2 separate regions of the Zea mays genome follow, and region 2 is linked to region 1. The links are chromatin contacts, called in public Hi-C maps. All regions are on one chromosome and are shown on one strand. Each heading gives the region's core, a stretch centred on a gene start, on an enhancer-like site or on the middle of the called end of the contact. The rest is flanking DNA. Distances are from core to core; before and after follow the strand shown.

The links. A called contact is a pair of places that touch in the nucleus more often than the background predicts.
Region 2: a Hi-C map of leaf shows a contact between it and region 1, with 5 times the contacts expected there. The contact joins the promoter of LOC103652919 here to the promoter of LOC100501077 in region 1. A contact is called at or near these places in 2 of 25 Hi-C or Micro-C datasets (leaf and tassel).

What each region holds. Positions count from the first base shown.
Region 1 is chr4:20,277,821-20,285,039 of Zm-B73-REFERENCE-NAM-5.0, forward strand. LOC100501077 reads right to left here and starts at 2,836. Exons shown (of 17, transcript NM_001322403.1): 1 at 2,756-2,836; 2 at 2,420-2,655; 3 at 1,429-1,616; 4 at 607-803; 5 at 284-473; 6 at 1-206. The coding sequence starts at 2,758.
Region 2 is chr4:20,595,310-20,602,528 of Zm-B73-REFERENCE-NAM-5.0, forward strand. It overlaps LOC103652919 (pentatricopeptide repeat-containing protein At5g06540), which reads left to right and starts at 2,745. Exons shown (of 1, transcript XM_008679912.2): 1 at 2,745-4,928. The coding sequence starts at 2,801. The coding sequence ends at 4,237. LOC100217198 (ELMO/CED-12 family protein) reads right to left here. Exons shown (of 8, transcript NM_001143557.1): 2 at 6,218-6,777; 3 at 5,456-5,571; 4 at 5,301-5,355; 5 at 5,096-5,216; 6 at 4,961-5,008; 7 at 4,765-4,859; 8 at 4,420-4,674. The coding sequence starts at 6,337. The coding sequence ends at 4,576.

The DNA.
Region 1 (7,219 bases), core at 1,586-4,085:
TTGATCATAGACAGGAAGGTTCGATATTCGAACATAGATCTTTTGGTGGATGTTCCTATAATTCTTGTGAAGATCAAAAACAACATTTTTGGCAACTTCTTCCATAACTTCAAGCACCGATTGAGGCGCATCAGCCAACCAGATGGCAATGTTTGGATGTATATAAATAAACTGCTTGTAGTCTATTTCCAGGCTACACTTGTTAGCTGCGAAAAAAATAGATAAGGGTCAGAGAAGCAAAGACCTTGTTTCATGCCAACCAGAGAATGTGAAGCAGACATACCTAAAACCATCTCATTAATAAGCCGAACATACTCAAACTCTCCTTGATCGTTCTTCGGATGAACATATGTCAGAAGAAATTCTTTAAATTTCTTTGCAATAAAGCGACGGACTTCATCTCTTGTGACCCACTCTCTCAATGTACCTTGGACACGGTACATGTTCATCTCATCTTCTTCATCAAATTCATCCTGCCAAAAAAGATAGTCAATTAAAGGATAGACAGTCGTTTAGAGCTGCAGAACATGGGGCTTACTAGTTAATTGGTAGTTACAGAACCAATTCAAGTTCTGAATAACCTAGTTTAAATAAATATGACAATACCTCATATGGGTCATCATCAGTCTGATCAGTCATAGGCACATCACCACCAGATGACATTCCACGATGAGATCTTCCAGGTGAACTAGGAGTGGCACCATCACCATCATCATCACTTCTTGGTGTTCTTGGTCCACTTGGTTGTCTAAAACTAGCCCTGTGCCTTTTAGGACGCCTGAAATTCGTATCATCATCTGTATCTGCACCATGAAAGGAAAGAGCTTTGAAATCACAGTAACTGACATCTAAATCTTGGACTTCTAATATATGTTACAAAAGTTTACACCAAAGGCAATCATGTTTCCCTTTTTTACAAGAATCTATAACTATCAATTTGCACAAAAAAACAGGCATGATCAGTACTGCTGCAAAACTAAGATTGATCGCTAATATCTATAGTGTGCTAAGTATATGAACATGAACTCAAACAAGCATCAATAAGTTCCTAAGCAAATAATTCATTTGCAGTTCAGAAATAAATGACACAGTTCTCCTACATGTGGAAGAACAATAAAATACTTTTACTGTTACAAAATAGTTGATAAAATGGAGGTAATCCAGCTCAATATTCAGTATAACTTGCAGTCTTCAAAAAATGAGATTTTTACAAAGCGTTAACCACACTGAAATCACCAAAGAAGAATGTGGTTAGTCAAGCACAAAACCAATCACTAAAGAAGCAGATACAACAGAACAAGAGCCCAAAGATGCAACATAAGTTCAATATCAAATATTCATTTGGTAGTTTAATCAAGAACATAAGTTCAAAATAACATATTTGCTCTAATATCCAACAGGAACTATCTCTTGTCTTGGAGCCATTACCCTGATCGTGGAGCATTCGTGGCAGCTTCCTATCAGCTGTTGCACCAGTCCTCACTTCCCTTGCATCAAGCTCCGCTTCCGCGGCCCTTCGATCAGCCATGATTTCATCAAGATTCCTCTCATCCTCGAGTGAATCATCTAAACCAACTGACTCATATTGATCATGCTCATCCATCCTTCGGTAATCACTGCAATCAGGAAAAAAGGAGTGAATGTGGAAACAAAAAAACAAAACTGACAGTCAGCAGATATGGTTTGTGTTGGCTAGATATATTGGATCATTCATCGCAATCATATAAAAGCTCCAACAGCGACCCTCAAAGCAAAGTGTGCAAGTCCAAATTCCCAATTTTGGGAACATACAGTAACTTGAGTTAACTAACAATGTGTAAGTTAAACATAAATTCGTATCAAGGCAGCAGAGCCACTTGATAAATCTCTCGTCGAAGATGGTGTGCCTGGGTATCTGCGTTTATGGGCAGAGAGTCATGCAAGGCACTTCAATTTAGCAAATTTCGAGATGGATTAAGTGGGTTTCCTTCAGACCGATAAATTTAGCAAATTTGGATGCACAACCAAGAACTAAAAGTTGGTTGTTTTCAATAAAACATAGTAGATTTAAGTTCATTTCAATCAATCCAGCAAATATTAGTTAAGTCTCTCAGTTAGCTACTCTCCTACAATTACCTAATAAGTACAATATCATTCCGCCGAGGACAATCTAATTAGTTGACTTTTTAACAAATTTAGTCAATAAATTGACCATTTCTTCTCTAAATGCCACAATTTGCCTACATTATGAGGTAAATCATAACAAATCCTTGAACCGCAGATATCTCACCAAACCACAGGCCAAAAACCATCGCATCTGCTAATCAACCCACGGCATCTACTAGATCCCCTGGTCCCAATTACCGAACCGCCCCAAAACCCACAGCATATCCCCGAAATACCAGCCCCAGTTGGCCGGGTCAGATTCGAGTTGGCTTACTCGAGGTAGTTGTCGTTGAAGAGGTCCTCCCCCTCCTCGTCCTCGTCGGGAGCCGCTACAGCGGCGGGGTCGTCGTCATCGGGTAGCACGTGAGGATCGACCTCAGCTTCGCCATCGTCGTCGGAGTAAGATGACGGGTCGGTGGCGCCGCGGCTGGTGGTGGTGTTGGGTGGCAGCCGGTCGGTGCTGAACCCGGGGGACCCCGGCGTCGAGGGTGCGTTGTTCTCCGAGTCATCCTGCACGACGAAAACGCCACAAAACCACAGCAAGAGGAGATCAGATCTTGCAGCGACGCAAGCGCGGTAGGAGGACGAGGCGGAGAACTCGAGCGCTTACCATTTCGGCCGCAAAGAAAAGTCTCTGGGCAGAGGAGGCTGGGGCGAGCGGCTATGGGAAACGGCTAGGGTTTAGGGGGCGGAGGGCAGACGGGGGCGGGAGAAATGGAGCGGTGTGGGATGTTATGACGGGGAGGTGGTGGAGCGGGCAGGCGGGAGTGGCGGGAAATTTTGGCGCCAATGGGCAACGGCTTCCCGCGCAGCAGGCAACTGTGGTGGTGTTACATGGCCCATGGGCTAGGTTGGACTGAGTTGGTGTTCGGGATTCGAGATTTGGGCATAAGATCGGCCCACATTCGAAGGTATTAGTATATTTTGCAAAATAAATAAATAAATAAAAATATAACTTAACTTCAAGTCCGAGATCCACTTCATAGGAATTTTCGTCGCATCATATTTCTTTTGGAATTTGGGTGTTCACATGGAGGACAATTAAAACTATGAGTTCTCAGTTTTTCTAGATTATTGTGTACTCTTAGAGCATCTCCAACAATAAACCCTAAAATAGAGTCGAAAATTTTAAAATAGAACCATATTGAATATATGTAGGGTTCAAAAAAATGTTTACTCCAACAGTCAGGTTTTAAATAATGTTATTTAGCAAATAAATCATATTATTAGAAAATAAATAGTTGGAAAATAAGTGAAAATGAAGATATGGCTCCAGTATATGGGATACTATATTTAGGATCCGAGAGAACGAGTCTTATAATCCTTTGATGAAATTTTATAAATTAGGGTCGTTGTTAGAAGGATGTTTTATTGTTTTAAGCCATATATTTAAAATAGGATCATGTTTAAAGCCTCTCTTGTAGATGCTCTTAGGCTATGTTTGAAAGCAACCCAGTTTTTAAGAACCATATTTTATCTTTTAGCTAGAAGAGACCAACTTCTTGGTTTTTAAGGAACTGAGCGTCTAATTTCTATAAACTGAGTTATAAACTGGTATGTTTGAAACCACCTCAAATTCTATAAACCAGCTTCTTAAAAACTTGGTGCTTCCAAAGAGAGCCTTAATAATATGGTTGGAATTTTACTTTAGATAAACATTGTTTTCTAAATTAAATCAATTAATCATAGAGTATAGAGTTGGTTGTTCCATTTACACTGATTGCATTTGTGTTTTTTAAATGTGTACAAGTTTCAAAAATCGTTTCAATTAATCATATATTTCTAATGAAAAAAATAAAAAGGTGGTATGCATAAGCATTCTGACCGTTTCAATGATTTGATTCATAAGTATGAATTGATAGAGATCCAGATGCCTGGTGGAGGCTTCATTTGGTCAAATAGCCACAAAATGACCCAACCCTATTTTTACGAGCAAATAGTGGGAGGTCATTTATCCTTTGGTCCACGTTAGAAAGCTCCCTCGGGAATTATCTAACCACAGCCCCCCAGTCATGTTAACTAAAACAGTGAATGATAATAAACAATCTGTCTTTCATTTTGAAATTGGTTGGCTCTCCCATCCAAAGTTTTTGGAAAATATAGAAAGAATCTGGGGGGAAGCCTTGTAGAACTAAGAGTGCTCTTGATAAAGTTCAGCAAAAGCTGGAGCTTTGCAAATAGTTTCTAAAAAGCTAGGACTGGAATGAAAAAGGTAGAAAAAGGAAAAAAAAGGAACAATCAAAACCAATTTTGGTTAGCCGAGCTGGAGCGGATTGAGGAGGAGAGGGGCCTAAATGGCCCCTAGACGGAACAAAAAGTCAGGATGTTAGGTTAAAATATGATGATGATGGAGGAAGAGTAGATTTACTGAAACAGAGATATCATGAAACTTGGCTTTTTAAGGGCGATGGTAACAATGAAATTTTCCATAGAGTTGCCAATGGCAAAAAAAGGAATATATATATATTGAGTTTTTGAAGAGGATGTCAAGGGAATTGAAGGATAAGATAATTTGGTAGAGCATGCTACCATGTACTACTCTGATCTTTTTGGCCATGTCCCAGGCAACTTGTTTCAAATAGATGATGATATTTGGGATAATGTAGACAATTTGGATGAGATTGGCAATTATAATCTTTGTAGACCTTTCTATAAGGATGAAATCAAGAGAGCTTTGTTCCATATGGAAAAAATAAAGCTGATTCGCTTGACAATATTCCTTCTGAATTCTATCAAAGTTGTTGGGCATTATAAGGAAAGACATAATTGAGGTGTTTGAAGAGTTTCATAGTGAAAAAGATCAATGTAAGTAAAATTAATTACGATATCATTTCCCTTCTCCCTAAGGTCAAGGAAGCTTCAAAGATCCAACAATATAGGCCCATTTGCTTACTGATTGTTTATACGAATGGATTACTATGATCTTGACTATGCGAATTGAACGTGATGCTCAAAAACTTATTAACAAACAATAGACTGCCTTTATGAAAGGGAGATTGGGAGAAGTATCATGTGTGGGACGATGACCCTTCATGAAATCTTGCATGAGACAAAAAACAAAAGGAGGTTGGGATCATTCTTAAGCTTGATTTTGAAAAAGCTTATGACAAAGTTCGTTGGGAGTTTCTTTTCTATTGCCTTTATAAAAGAGGTTTTTGTTCCAAATGGATTAGTTGGATTCACAATGTGACTGAAGGAGGACTGTAAGAGTAAAAGTCAATAATCAATTGGGCAAATATATCATAAGTTATAAGGGGTCAGGCAAGGTGGCCCTTTGTCTCCTATCCTCTTTAACTTTGTAGCAGATTGCCTTGCTAGAATGGTTCATAAAGCTTAGGAGAATGATTTGATTACGGGTCTGTGTGATCACATAGTTATTTTATAGTATGCTGATGATACCATTTTGTGCATCAAGGGTGATCTGGAGAAAGCCATACATCTTAAGCTTACGCTTTATCTTTATGAGCTTATGTCGGGATTGAAAATTAACTTTGCAAAAAACGTGAGATTTTTATAATTAACGATGAAGAAAACATTGTTGTTGTAAGTGCAATCAACCCTGTTTGAGGGTTTTGTTGATTAAATGACAAAACAAATAAAGTTTCTAACAAGTTTGCTCCCAGTATGTGTTTAGTTGTTTCAAGAACAGGAGGAGCACAAATTCTATGTTTAAAAGAGGATAATTCATTGTGGATTAATTATATACATCATATGGCGTGCTTCATGTGTTTTCGTTCGATGAGCACTTAAATTTTTTTATAATTCTTGAGTCGTAGGATTCACCGTTCAATTAAGAGGGATACACACAAGTAAGTTTTTATGATGAGCTCAACCTTTTTCTCTTCAAAGTCCTCTAAAAATCGAGTTTTAGTCATGGATGATTTTGGTGACAGCCGGTCAAGTTCCTTACTCAGCCAGACCGCTTTCTATAGAAAATCGGTCGACCCCCTACTCAGTCGGTCACTAGATCAGGATTCTCTATACTAGATACCGGCTCAGCCGGTTTCTGGCCTGGCTCAACCGGTTTTTTGTTCTAGTCCAACTCCTTGCTCAGTCGAGCAGTCAGCCAGAATTCTCTCTGCTGGATACCGGCTCAGTTGGTTTCTAGCCCGGCTAAGTCGGTTTTTTCTCCTGGTCCACATTGCTACTCAGCCGGTGGATCGACTAAATTACTCTCTGTTGGATATCGTCTCAGCCGATTTTAATATTAGGTTAGTCGGTATTTGAGCAGAAAGGTCAAATGGTCAGCTACCTTTTGGGGTTCCTTTATATACCCGTAGCCCTCTCTCTCCTCATTCACTCTTGCCCCATACACGAATTCTTGGCTGACCAACTCTCAAATAAGTGCATTTACTTCCTCTCTCACACCTCAAATCCCATCCCCTTCAATCACTTGGAGGACCCTTGGTGTGAGGTGAAGTTTGGTGAACTTGTTGGTGATTTCATTGCTCTATTTTCCCTCTCTTTCTCTTGAGCTCGTTGTAAACTTAATTCTTGTGCGAATTTTTTAACCTTGGAACCTTGTGTTCCTTGATGGATAGAGGTTGCTTGAGAGTCTCCAGATTTGTGGACAATATCAAGAAGTTTATATCACCCGCTCTTTAAGCTAAGTTGCGAAGAGATTGCCTTGACCTTGTGAAAGGGAAATAGGGTTAACCATTTCCTATAATTAATTTTGGTGGTTGATAGTCAACACAAACACATGTACTAACTAGTTTGTCTATAATTCATGTATTACAGGTGCATAAGGTTCAACACAAGCCAAGAAAAAAAACAAGTCAGGGACACAATTTTGTTGGAGCAAAAGAACTCAAGTGTGCTGCAAATTGGCACACCGGACTGTCCGGTGCACCAGGACCATACAGATACCAACCAGCCACTCTCGGAAATTCCATGGCGCCCTCCGCTATAATTCACCGGACTGTTCGATGAGCCAGCGGAGCAACGGCTATCTGCGCCAACGGTCGACTCTGCACAGATGAACAGTACGCTACAGTGCCGCGCAGAGTCAGAGCAGCAAAGTTAGAGGGGCACCGGACTGTCCGGTGCCACAAGAAGACAAAGCTCCAACGGT
Region 2 (7,219 bases), core at 1,495-3,994, 320 kb after region 1:
TCCCGAATGCGGCTAGCGATGAGCGCCATCAAGGAGGTCAGGGCGAACAAATCCTTTGATTGTGAAATCCCAAAACGATCGAGTTTGAGATCAATGGCCGCACACAGACTGGAGTGCTTAGTGTCAAAAGCCTACAAATAGTCTTCCGCGTGTGAAAGCTCTCCTATCACCTCTCCTAGTGAAACAAAAAATCCCATGAGGATCGCCGAAATTCGGAAAGTCAAGAAAGCGAAGAGGGAAGTACATGAATCTTACCCTCTGATGAGGCCCTCAACAAAGAGCGTTCAATGCCACTTTCTGGTAATGGCGCCTCATTAGGGTCTGACTGGACCCTCGTGAGGCCACGCCTCGCCTCAGGCACAAGATTCGTGGGCTCGGCCCCCCTTTTGATCTCGTGACCAGCCTCAACCACCACCTCGTATAGGATGACGAAACTTTCGTGTCCCTTTGACAGGATAGGCTGTCGCCATATGTTTCATAAAAAAATAAGGTTACTACATGATAAACATATGAATTTAATGCAATTGGAATTGATGAAAAAGGAGTTAAAATGAATTACTTATGAATTAAACAAGATTATAGAATTATTTGTATACTAGAAATCATTTTCTATATTAATTTACTCAATTTATTTAACTTCTGGGTTGTGGCTAGGATTTTCTAATAGTTCAGGGTTTAGATTGTTAAAATCAGGACATATCTGCTATGTTTTCAACATAGAGGGGGACGACGGGTTGATATGTAAAAAGGGTAGGGCTCTTTTACAAAATGGGATCGACGAAGGGGTATCCTTGCACTGGAGCCGATGGATCTTGGATCTACGGTCAGGATTAAATTATCATTATAATGAATCGGTCTTCAATAGGAACCCTAAGATAATGTATGCACGACCCGGATTTTATGTTGATCAAACCGACGTGGTTCGCCTGATCTATCATCAACGCTCCAGATGCCTTCCCCCCGAACTGGTATCCTACTTCTAATCCGGGCCATCGACGTTGGATCCGACGGCGCACGGACCCGCAACACTATCGGACGAACAGGGCGGCGCCGCCCCCAACGTGCACGACGGAGGTTCGCCGAAGCAACCCTGATTCCCAACTCGACAACCTAATTCGATCCCTGTTCGGTGCTATGCGAAGAAAAGGAGGTGACGACGGCAGCGTGGCAGTGACTCCCGGCCACGGTGCACGGCGGACACATGGTGGAGCTTGTGCCCCGACAACAAATTCTGAGGCCCTTGGTCACCAATCCACCGCAGCGAGGCCACAGACACTATCCTCGAGGCACGGTGAAACACCTAGGCATGATTCCGAGGACACGACGACGAGCTCACTAATTTGAATCGGGCCGCACCCACACCCTCTCTTGGTTTCTCTCAGCAATGGCCGGTGGTGCATGGATTCCTAGCACAGATGGATGGGGAAGGGGGAGGTCGACGATACACGACTCCATATATGGACGAGGTGAGACAGTTGGGGCGCCAGCTAACTCCCCGCTGGCGGCGAGATTGGCGGCGGGTTGTTATAGAGGGAAGCCGCGAGATAAAAGATGCATAAGAGCCCGGTGGTCCACTTGGCAGCGAGTATGGCACGGGTGCTGTACTGAATGGCTGAGCAGTGGGCCCGACATGCAGTACTTGGCACGGGCGCGCCTCACCTGCGATGGGTGACTGACCAGTGGTCCGGTGATATCAGCCACAGGACTGACGCGGGGGCACGTTGTTGCTTCGGTGTGGTTGGTCTTTGGTCCCACATGTCGGTGCCGCGATGTTGTGAGGGACGGTGACGGACTAGCGGGCCCCTCCCCCGGGACAGCGCGCGCCCTGGGTCTGCGGCGTGAAAGGTAAACCCCAACCCTTTTCGTAGGCGGTTGTCTTCTCTTTTGTTTTCTTCTTTTCTTGTCTTTTTCTATTTTCAAATTCAAGGATTCAAACTAAATTTAAATTCCTGTTTTGAACTTCAACCTTCCAAATATCCAATAAAATCCTAATATGAATAATACTTCTACGGTTTGAAATAGTATTATTTTTTTCTTTCCATTCTTTAATTCTTTTGCTCCCATATTCTCAGATCTCAAATTTCAATTTGAAGCTAGATTTGTTTTAAATATAAGTTTGAGTTTGATGCACAAACAAAGAAATTGTAGCATGATGCATAAGTTCACGTGTTTATTTGATATTTATCTAAAAAGGAAATATGTCTCAATAATAAGTCACATAATCAAAATGACTCTTTTATTATTTCTTAAATGACTAGAGTCCTAGAGACTATATTCCAGGCTTTACAGCCAAGTCCAATATTTGGCTTGGGAGATATTTAAGGAGTTGTTTGAGAATGGTCCCTTTTTTTATCTATTTGACAGGGAGATGGTAATATAAATCCATGCTTAAACCCAACTTTTTTTAAGAAAGGATTTGTTCGCTGTTCCTGATAGTCTTGCTAGATTTGTTCGCTGTTCCTTGGAAAACAGGGGAAGAACTCCCCAATCCCCATACGTGCCCCCGACGCCTGCGCAAGCCATCCGGATTAGACGTTGGCAACTCGGTGTATATTTGTGCCAAGAAGCTTAAGCTATGGGTTTGAAGCACCAAATAAATTAGGAGTACATAACAAGAGCTATTGAATATGGTTTTTCTACTATTTCTCTAAAATAAAGTTTTAAAAAAACTATTTTGGAGCTGTTGGACAGAGATGCTCAAATACATACCTAGACAGACTTTTGATTACCATTCTTCCTTTTCCGCTCGGCACCTCCCCATCTACGGATCTACCGAGCATCGAAGGCACACGATCCAAATATGCCTTCGGCGCCGCTCGTCGCGGCTGCCATCGGCACGCGCGTCAGCCTCCGCCCGAACCTCTCACTCCTCGCCGATCGTTGCGCTACACCTTGCGCCCTAGCCCGCGTGCACGCCGCCATGCTCGTCTCCGGCCGCCTCGCCGAGGACGCTTTCGCCGCGTCCCGGCTCCTGGACGCCTACGTCGCGCTCTCTCCGGATCCCGCTGCCGCCGCACTCGCGCTCCTCTCCTCCCTGCCCTGCGCGCCCAACTCCTTCATGTTCAACACCACGCTCCGCGTGCTCGCTTCCTCCCCGGACCCGGCCACCGCATTCCCCTTCTTCTCCCGCATCCACGGCACTGGAGCCCTCGTGCCCGGCCGGCACACATTCCCCTTCCTCCTGAAGGCCGCCGCGCGCCTTCCGCTCTCTCTCCCCGTCACCGAACAGCTCCACGCGCTCGCCGTCCGGCACGGGGTCCACCTCGATGCCTACGTCGCCAATGGCCTCGTTCGGGCCTACTCCGTGGCGGGCCTTCTCCGCCCCGCGCGCAGGGTGTTCGACGAGGTGCCCGAGCGGAACGCGGCCGTGTACACTACCATGGTCTCCGCGTACGCGCAGAACGGGAGGCACGAGGACGCGATGGCGGCGTTCGTCCAGATGGTCCGCGTGGGCTTCGAGCCCTGCGGCGCCGCGCTGGCCTCGGTGCTGTCTGCGTGCGCGCGGTCGCCGTCGGGCGGGCTCGAGATGGGCCGTCACGTGCACGACCTAATGGTGGCACGGGGCGTGGCAGTTGGTCCCATCCTCGGCACGGCGCTGGTCGACATGTACGTCAAAAATGGCGCCATTGAGGAGGCCTTGGCAGTGTTCGACGGGCTGCCAGAGCGGCGCGTGCCGGCTGCATGGAACCCTCTCATCTCGGGGCTGGCGAACCTCGGGCACGGTGAGCGTGCACTCGACTTTTTCAGACGGATGCAGCGGGAGGGTGTGCCACCGAATGCGACCACACTCGTCGGGGCACTCTCGGCGTGCTCCCACCCAGGGCTGCTGGACGAGGCCCGCCGGCTGTTCAGGTCCATGGAGAAGGACTTCGGGATCGTTCCAGGAATCCAGCACTACGGATGCATGGTGGACCTCCTTGGCCGTGCTGGCCTCTTATCGGAAGCGGAGGATATGATACGGGAGATGTCATGCAAGGCGGACACCGTGATATGGGGAGCACTCCTGACGGCCTGCAAGAACCACGGTGTCATTGAGATTGCGGAGCGGGCAGCGGTGGAGATGCTGAAACTAAATCCCAGTAACCATGGAGTGTATGTGGTACTGTCCAACTTGTATGCCGAGGCTGGTAGGTGGCAGGACGTGGACAAGCTGAGGAAGGTGATGAAGGGAGCGAGGCTCTCTAAAATCCCTGGGGCAAGCGCAGTTAATGGTGATGGGTCACTGGAGCAACCATAGTTATCGCCACCACAAGGAAATGTGCTGGTCTAGTTCCCCGTTGTGCTCATGAAAGTTTATGGCAATCCCCAGAAAAGATGATGCAGATAGGAGAATGATGGGTGGATCAAATGATCAATATTAGATATCTGACAAATGCTTAGACAAGTACAGAACATTGTAACACTTCTGAGAATGTGCATATCACCATCATTAGCCCAAATTAAGCATGATACCAGTACGTCATCACTCTACTTTGTTGCTAAAAAAAATCCTCCCAGAAATCAGACAAAGGGAGGTACTATACAGTTGAACCATCAACTCAGTTCTGTTCTCCGGCGAATTCGGTGTTTTGGTTACTAGCAAAGCAGGCTGTATGACGGCATGTCTTCGATGCGGATGACATCGTCCAGCATAAGCTCCCTCTCCAGCTGGGCTCGTGTCGACTTCAGCACCTCCTGGTAGTGGCACCACAAGCATGAGATCAGTAGAACATTTGCACTTTGAGTTGAAACATAGGATGAAATGTTCATATTCTCAGAACGTACATTGAAGTCCATGTAAGATGCATTCTTGTCCAGCCACTGCTTGTCCATCACAACAAATGCGACACAGTAGAGCAGATCAAATGCCCACTCATCCTCTGTGTCAAGGAAATCAAGAGCAAGTTGTTGGACACTGATGGCATTCTTTCACATGCCAGAGCAAAAAATAAAGAAAAAAAATCAACTATAACAGTCCTACCTGAGAGCATTTGGATAAAAATGGCTCGCACAAATGTTCTTGGCTTAGCTGTTGTTAACATTAACATCAAAGTTCAGAAAATCACATTTTGTAGTCATACCCAGGTGACATTGGAGAGTTCGGGTCAGTGCTTACTAGACTGGAGATCTAGCATCTGCATGATCATGAATGTAATATTTACACCAGCAACCGCAAATGGGTACTCCCATGTGGCTCTGTTACCGCACTGTTTATTTAGAAGTCTCTGAAACGATGCCTGCGGAAGTAAAAATAAGATTGTTACTCACCAGCAAGACTACGGCACTTTCAAATAATGAAACAGCCAGTACATATTGCTTACGGAGAACGTCTTGGCAAAGAACAAAAGATTCTCCAGGGATATGAATCCTGCGCCTCTGTCACAAAAGAATCAAAGGTCACTTGATTTGGTACTAGAGCTGCATGCACTTCCAAAGGCACTCTGAGGAATTCTGGTTTGGATTGGTCATTGTGTACCTAAAGTCAGTTGATGGGTCTCTTCCTTGCCAGCCCATGTCCTTCCACTGCTCAGATATCAAACCTTCAAGTTCTTGATCAGGGTATGTTGCATGCCAAAGAGCTTTCAGGGCTTCCTGTGTCATTGTTAGTATATTTGCTGTATCAGGGTTCAGTTGATTGAGATAGCAAAATAAACAGAGACATAACTAACCATGTGGAAAAACTACTGCCAAGCTGAGAAGTCAGCAGTAAACATTTTGCAATATAAATATGTACTTGCTGATTTCTAATGTATGCATAATTTTTTCACAATTTAGTACTACATAATTATATTTTTACGTTGTACCACATAACTATCCGTGTATAGAAACTAATGCCAACTGATTATGCAGTACTAAACATTTTGCGTAACTTTTTAGTTCCTAATTGCCATCATATATCTATGATTCAATACCAAAAAACTATGTAGCCAAGTACATAGGCTGATTTAATGATCTCAGTTCTCAGAAGTAGAGTTGTTAAAGTATTCAAGCTGAAAGTGATGCATGCATATATAGAATCTTAAGTACCCATGCAAGTAGTTGTACTTGTACAGGAAAGCACAAGATTCACAGTGGCAAAGAAAGGGTAAGTACTTTGTTTTAAACCTTGAAAAACAATACAATTGTTTTTGGAGGAAGTTCTATGCAATTCAGTACTTCCCGCATTGTATTGAGAAGCGCAAGTGCAGAGCTAACCAATTGAATGAAACATTTAACATACTTATGGCAGAAATCTCACCTGGTGATCTCGTCTAGATGGATCAAAGTAAACCTTCATGCGATGCTTCAATCTCTGAAGCCTTTCTTCCTGCAAATTACCAACAATTCGGAATAGAATAACAAGTGGTTTCAGTCTCATTAAGCAACTTGCCTATTGAAGTCATTAGCTTTACTACTTTTAACCTAATATGTGATACACAATTAAGGATTTCCCGCCAATAAAAATCTTGGTGCATATGGAAAGACATTCTTCAGACAATTTTTTGAGCAGGACCACCTATTTTGCCATGTCTACCCTTCAGAGTTCAAATTGTACGTTGAAGTCACACAGGACCACCAAACACTCATTGGACTGTAAGAAACTAATAATAGCTTAAAGGAAAAGCCCTTGGAAATCCTTTTGAGTTGTCACTTGCCATCATAGAAACTCCTGCACAATAATTGTAACAATTAGCTGTTAGTCTGCTACCTGCACTGGTGTGAGGTTCATGCATATCCTTTCATATGTGCCTTTCCGCTTGATGCACACACACGAGAGGCCTCTCCCTATCCATCTCGGTGATCCACATGATGTTTCATCTGCACAGGGACAGTCACATTACATCTCATATATAATCAGTGACATGAAACGTGTGTTTCTCGTAATATCAAATGCAAAACCAGCTGTACATATTGTCACTAACTTGAAATCATCTATATATATGTGTGCTGTACTAAAAGTAAAAACCAAAAATAAAGTGAGCTTGAGACAAGATGAGGAATATCAGAACTTGCAATTTTGGCCCACAGTGCTAGCTGCCCTAGCATCCCAGAGCCAAAAGTTCCTCAAGGCCAGGGATTTCAGAGCTATTTGACACTGCACACCCCTTTATAGGCTATCTTAAGTGCTAGTTTAGACTCTTAGGCTATCTCCAACAAATTACTCATCTCTATACTCATATTCAAACTTCACTCTGCGAACACTATAGTGTAGAAAGTACAAAACAGTGTTTTTAGGTAAACTTTGGGTAGACTGCTGCAG